Linked DNA regions of Drosophila melanogaster: region 1 is linked to region 2. A link is a contact called in public Hi-C data. All regions are on one chromosome and are shown on one strand. The core of a region is the stretch at or near the end of the contact, and the rest is flanking DNA. Distances in the headings are between cores, read along the strand shown. Region 1 overlaps NFAT (NFAT nuclear factor). Region 2 holds the start of CG1998.

Region 1 (3,474 bases), core at 799-3,298, 220 kb before region 2:
AAAGAGAGAGATTGGAGAATTTGATAAGCGCTCTGCTCGAGTTTCGCTCATAATTTAATTTTTACTCGTATTCTAACGAACTTCCGGGGGATCTATGTTTATTTTCGGCGACCATACCAATGTACCTGCGTCGTCTCTATGGATGTTGTGGGTGGCTGGTTGTTGAGTGGTTTGGCAAGTGCTTGTTTTTTGGCATCACGTGGATGGATGGGGATTTGATAACACGGCCATGACAACACCTTGTCCCTGGTTTGGTATTTTGGCCACAGCAGCAGCGGGAGAAATGGTTGTTTGTCGTGTGGCCTTTCCACTTTTAAGCATATGTAAATGGGCCACGCCCACTAGACTTCAAAGAGATTGAGGTGAAAAGCGAACGGTAATATATATAATTTGCATTTACGCGTTAAATTGATTAGCATACCGTCTAGTTGCGGGGGGATTCACTAAAGATCAATTAAAGATAGCCGTTGTAAGGGTTCGATTTTAATTTATTATGTAATTTATCATATTGTCAAGTTGAGAAGTTTGGAAACATTAGCTTAAAGGCAAAGCACTTCATTCGAAATATAATATTATATAATAAATTGTATAAAGTGTTCAATAAGCTGATTGGTCAGCATGTTTTTCTACAATATTTCAATGCAGTAAAAACGATTGTGTTAGCAAAAGAACACATGTTACATATATAATTAATAATACATACACTGGCTTGCGGGAAAAAAAAGAGGGTACGGCATAAATGCAAAAACTAACTTGATTCGACTGAAGTTTAGATCTTATATCTTACGTAGGGAGTGAGTTCTCTTATCGGCGATAGAAAAATGAAAAATAAAGAGAATGGCTCGAGAAAAATGTCTCTAAAACGAAGAGTAAATTAATCAAGAACTGAATAAATTGCTGTTAATTGATGTATTTGTGTTTGGTTTGCTTGTCGTGCGTTTTCATCAATTCATAGGATCGAATGGATGACTAAACTGCCCAGCAATGTCACGAAATGCGCTAAATAATAATACATTTCTCCAGCCCCTCTTTTTTTGCCCTATCTTTTGTTTTTAATCTCATTCTAGATCTTTTTCTTCTTCTATTCACACAGCCTTCAAATCTTTCATCAACATTTTCATATTCGTACATTGTTCTGCTAATTTTTTTTTTTACCAGGCTTTTTTACTTTTGAACGCTGGGCGATTTATTATTGTTTTTGTTTACACACATCACCATATAATTCTCAACTTTAGTTCGCTCGCAACAATAATGGAATATAAATCGATGCGAATTGCAGGGTAATGAGAGTAGCCATCATAATTTGTGGAGCACATATTTCTTTCATTCTTTCAAAAAAAATATTAAAAACAATACCAAAATACATATGTACGTATGTACATATGCGCCGGCGTTTTATGAATATTCAAATTATGGATTGTATAAGACAGCAGGAACAATAAAGGAAGCTCTAATTTGTTTATGAATGGCCGTTTTATTTGATTCCATGAATGAAAAACCAGCGCAGTTTCTAAAACATTCAAGAGATGAACCCGGGCGCAGATAGATTGTCGAAAACAATTACGGAACAATCAAAGCCGAAGAAAGTAAAGAAACAAACCGTTGAAATGAGAAGAAAGGAGCCCGAAGAATTGGCGAGGGAAGAAATGGTGAGCAGATAGCGGGCAGCGAGCGCGTCAGAAAACGCGGACAACTGAGGCACGCGCACGTCACGTGACTTGGGCCAAAACAAAAAGCCAGCAATCGGAATCAGCAAAAACAAAAAAAATACAATATAATATAATAAACAACAACAGTAGCCAGCGGCCAGCCAGGCACTCACAAACGACCTAAACATATATACACGTATCTACATATGTATGTATGTACATTAGTGTAAGTGTAGACTTTTCAAGATGCTGAAATGTGCGCTCAATCGCGATCCTCAATCAAAAACCGACATCATCGAAGCGCCCAAGCAAATCGCAGTGTTCGTCATAGCTGCTGTATCGCATGTACATACATATGCATGTATGTACATATTCGTTTTCTCACTTCTCGACAGCAATTTTCATAGAATTCGTAATCGTACCTCGTAAGTGTTGTACATACAAACAAACATACATATACATATGTATATTTGGTAGTGCCGAAAAATCGAGAGAATCGCGAGACAGCCGCCAAGCGAAAAGTAAACAAAATCTTATCAGACACCGCTCACGCCCAGCTCATAAAAGATACAGATACATTCGGCGGTGATCACATATGTACATATGTACAAATGTGTACATTAGACGTCTGCGCTCGCGAATTTCACAATACAAAGCGAAAAAGCAACAAAAACACGCTCAGCCCACAAAGTAGTATGTATGCCAACGACCTGTGAATGCCCTGCGGTTTCAAAGATCATCCACTGGACTCGTAGAGCATGCGAAAAGCCAGCCAACAGCGTATTTCCTTATATAAACGTGATCAGAGCTGTATGGAATCTTCTAAGCTAAGCTTACAACATGAAAGTATATTTAGTCTGTATTGAATTTGAATTGCATTTTTTTTAAAAGGCCTTATATTAACATGATATACCCCATAAGTAAGTAACGCCAATAGTCTTACCCTTATAGCAGGGTATTCTCAAGTCAACCTTGACCACTTACATTACCGAAAACGACTAGACCGACGGCAATCGCTAAGCTGTGCGTCTGCGATTTGCCTTGCCAAAAAAAAAAAGAAAAAATAAAATAAAGTAATTGCAAGACTTTTGTCTGATCGCTTCGAGTATGCTATGGTATATGGTGTGGTCTGGTCTTGATGGGTTTTGGGTTTTGGGTTTTGGGTTCTCTGATCGTTAAAAAACCCGCCGCAGACTGCGTGGAAGAGGAAGCAGAAATCGTCATCAAAATGCGAACGCGAATACTCGTACGAATGCGAACTACTTTTGCGATCTGATGTGATCTGGTTTGATTCGGATTTGTTTGCCCCGTCGAGTCGGGATCCCTATTATTATCTCGCAGACAGACTAAATAGTAATAGTATTGCGGCTGTAAGTGAAGCCTTAGCCCTACTCTATCTAACTCTATCTAGCATACCCCCACCCCCCCGCGTGGATTTTTCGATTCGAAACGGGTGCTACACGTGTCGCGTAGCCGCCAGAGTTCGCCAGCACAAAGCCCCCACTCAAGGTAGAGCATAAATTCTAATAATCTCTTACATAAAACGATAAATACAAAAGGCAAATATTTACGCAATAGGGGAACACAACGGTCAGGGGAATTCGAACATACGAAATACAAGAAATACAAAATACAAAATACGAATACGAAAAATAGTTCAGTTCAAACAGGTAAGTTTCGTTTGGGTCTCTCGCTATTTGTTCTTTATCTCTGCGATTCTGTTTTTCTGCTGACCCCGGATGATAAGATCTTTTTTGGGTGTTCTATTTGCTACCGGTATGTACATACATAATGTCTCGGGATTTATGGGATAGTAAAAGTTATA
Region 2 (3,566 bases), core at 18-2,517:
CCTGGAGTGCTGGTGGCTCAACCTCCGGCGAAGAGGACGATGGCGAGTTCCCCGAATCGGAGGACTCCAGCCGGCCGCCCAGTTTCAAGCGTTTGAGTGAGACCCGCAACTTGGACTTGGGTTTCTGTATGGGAAAGCCAGGAAGCTCGCCGCTGTCACTGCTCATGTTGGAAGTGGTCGTGCTGGTGGAGTTCGTATCGGAATCGGAGCAGCTGGGCACAATGACAGTTGGAATAATGGCCGCATCCGCTAGTTGACTCTTACGGGGACGACCCCGCTTGCGAGGTGTCACCGGCGGCAGGCCGGCCATCGTCTGCACAGGATGTGCGCCACCAACAGCCGATGGTTCACTGGTAACCTGGGCCACAATCAGACTCTGTGTGGGTCTTGGCTTGGCGAAGATCTCGAGGGCGGTTGGCGGCGGTGGTGGTGGCGGCAATGATTGGTGGCTCATCTCGAACATGGAAAACAAACGGCTCACGGTCGCGGCTGAGGATGCAGATGCGGCTGATGCTGTTGCTGTTGACATGGATGTGGATGCTGCAGTTGTGCCTGACTGGGAGTGGCCGGTACTGGGATTCGAGTCGATCCGTGCCTCGATCTGGATTTTGTGCGCCTTGCGGTTCTTGTTTAGCAAATCCCGGACATCGAACTTGATGATTTTCTTGCGCGAACTGCGCCGGCACTCGCTCTGTCCGGAATCCTGATCCTCCGGCGCCGTGGGCGATGCCTCTGCATCGGCGTGTTTTAACGATGGATTAATGTGCGGGGGCGTATTTCCCAACGCGGAAAGCGCCACTTTCGGCGGGCGACCACGTCCGCGGCCACGTGACGCAACCGGAGACGGATTGCTTGGCGGACCCGACTCCTCCATTTGTGGGCGAAGTGAGGGCGGGGTGGTGCGGCGGGTGTAGCGCAGCGGGCTAGCCGCAGCCTCCGGATGCTAAATCGCGCAGTCCAACGACGGGGGATGCAGATTTGTGTCCGATTTGCAGTGATATCTACTCTTTGCGTGCCATCCCAAATCCCTGAAACGATTAGTTAGAAACTAACTGCACTTGCTGTCACATGCACACGGCGAGACACCAATACCAATGCAACTTCGATTTTTCTCTCCGTCGGCGGTCTTCTTCTTTCTTGTTGTTTATGCACTGCGCGCAGTGTTGCCAAGCGAGATTTTGTTTTCGGGATGAGTACCTAGGCTACGTACAGGGTAGATGTCCTCGCTCAGTCTGTGGTATATTATTGGCCATGCTTGGCATGGTCACACTGCGTGCGAGATAGCGATAGAGAGAGAGAGAGCGAGAGAGCTTGATTAGGAAAATTCAAAAATAATCGCTCGCACTTTTTTTTTGTTTTGTACAAACGTTTCATGTTGCAAAGTTAACAATTATTTATAATTATTATTATTTATTCAGTGCGCTTGCCAGCAGGCCGAATTCGTTTCGAATTCCACGCACATGGGCTGCCAAACAATCGAAAAATCGAAATGCGTTAAATGTCAAGGACAACGGAAAAGCCACAACAAAAACAATAGGAAAGCAACGGAAAATCTACGAAGAGAGCGAGAGAGCAACTTGACTGGGAAAGTTTCGGAAGGAAAGTAAGAAAAACCGGGAAACTACTCGAGATTAAGACGTAAATATGTCAAATCCGGTGCACGGAAAACCGCCAAATAGCATGGGCCTCTCATCCGGCTCATTATCCGCATCCTCGCCCATTTCGGTGTCCCAGCAAGCGGGAAGCTCTGGGAACAGTTCCTCATCATCATCATCCTCCTCCTCCTATTCGTTGGGCGGTGGAATCGTCAAGGACAAGGCGGGTCTGCCGCCGGTCTACCTCAACCTGAATGATGTAAGCCGGCTGGAATCACATCTACTCTATACTAATAATAATAATAATTAATAATCCCCTGATCCCCCAGAATGCCAAGGAACAGACACCATTGCCTGGTTCACCGCTGCAAAACTGGGATGACGCCCGCACCGCCGACGTTTGGCTGTCCTCGCTGCACAGCGTCATCTTCATCATCACCTGCGCCCTGGCCGCCTTCATTCTGTTCCGCAACGTGCTCACCTGGTAATTATCGGGATTCTGGGCGGGAGTCCGCTTTCTCCCGCCTTCTGGCACCTCTCCTCGTTTAGGGCTTAGTAATTTTCACACAGATTTTCAATCTAAATGGAAGCTTCTGGGCCAACTTACCCAATTAGTAAAGATAATAGCTGAAAATAGTTTTGGGGCAATGATTGCATTATTATAAGCTTATTGATATCATAATTTGTTTTTTTTTTTTTTGCTCAAAAATGCAAAATTTAAAATCCGCATTCTGAGTCGATAGCCCTTGTGACCTCAGAGTGGACCATTATATAAGAGTTGCATTAGATTTCACTATATTCCCAGGTGAAGAGAACGGAATAGTAATCAGCGTGTTTGTTTAGTTATTTAAGCGTATACTCTTCATTGCTATAGAATAATAGACAAATTGAAAGTGCAATCATGAAATAGGCTTTCTAAGGCGAAAATCTACTCGAATTGCCTTTATGAACGAGGTTAGCATAGCATACCATAGATTTCTAGATCACAAACGACATAGAAGGGCATCCAAAGTTCGGTTTTCTGCTTTCTTCCCCACACTCTCTCTTTCTCATTTTTTTTTTTTGGCGAGAGTGTGGAACTAAGTTGAGCTTCGGTTTTGTGAGCTGCGCTTTTCCCTGCGATCAAAATCGCCAGTTGCCTTTGCGACGCTCAGCAGCGAAGACACGCGATTTGCGTGAAGAAAGCGAGAGAGAGAGAGAGAGAGAGAGCGAAGAATCGGGAGAAAGCCAATTCTGCAAGAACCAGAACATATACATATACACACTGAGATTACGAGCCATGGAGGATAAATTCATGGAGGTTTCTTATATCTATGCCAGGCATCTGCAGAGCTTTTGGGGAGCCTCCGGTGATTTCTGGCAGTCGCAGTGGGACAAATTCATCGACTCGTTCGGTAAGTGAATCTAACAAGTATCATATCCAAAACAAAGGGTAAAAGAATGGATAAGTTGACAGGTAAACTTTGCTCCTCTCTTTGTGTACATTGTGTACATGGGCGATACTGTGCAAATTGCAACTCTCAGCCACTGGGCGACACAGCAAAATGTCAACAACAACTGTTTTGTTTACTAATTCCATCGCACAGACACAGAGATACGGGCACAAAGATACAAAGAGACACATGCAAGAGATACAGATACAAATGCAACCAGAAGTGCTGCCAATTAGGCGAAATGAATCGCCGCGTTACTCACGCAAATTTGAATTCTTCAGCAAACAAATGTTTAGTACTCACACACCCCAATCGGGTTAGCCACACTTATTATTTAACCATAACTCTGTTTGGCCAGAGTAAATACGTTAATTCACGCATTGCACAATGGGCTCAATGTTCCGGGCTCATCGGTTAACCGATTTTGCTTAAGCTCAAAGTCAGAAGCTGAGTAAACAGGGTTCATAGGCCCGTTTTATTGCATTTTCCTTACAGCGTTTACAATTTACAATTCACACGATTCATTGCGTTAAGAACT

What was found. Hi-C and Micro-C count contacts between places; a contact is called where the count stands out from the background.
Region 1: a contact with region 2 is called in a Hi-C map of the Kc167 cell line, with 7 times the contacts expected there. The contact joins the enhancer-like site here to the promoter of CG1998 in region 2. A contact is called at or near these places in 6 of 107 Hi-C or Micro-C datasets (the Kc167 cell line, the S2 cell line, embryo and 2 more) and 1 of 6 datasets of contacts at active chromatin or transcription factors (the Kc167 cell line).

The regions. Positions count from the first base shown.
Region 1 is chrX:13,633,410-13,636,883 of dm6, reverse strand. All of the region lies in intron 1 of NFAT (NFAT nuclear factor), which reads right to left. Among named protein-coding and RNA genes, the nearest start is that of NFAT, 10 kb to the right of the region's middle. Within about 2 kb of position 2,048, at least 29 of the 39 cell types and tissues checked have an H3K27ac peak or open chromatin away from gene starts, as enhancers often do. A contact at or near this core is called in the Kc167 cell line, the S2 cell line and wing imaginal disc, where this site is marked.
Region 2 is chrX:13,410,775-13,414,340 of dm6, reverse strand. It overlaps CG1998, which reads left to right and starts at 1,267. Exons shown (of 7, transcript NM_132659.3): 1 at 1,267-1,359; 2 at 1,419-1,854; 3 at 1,925-2,079; 4 at 2,916-2,989. The coding sequence starts at 1,645. It overlaps Set2 (SET domain containing 2), which reads right to left and starts at 1,099. Exons shown (of 4, transcript NM_132660.4): 1 at 1-1,099. The coding sequence starts at 874.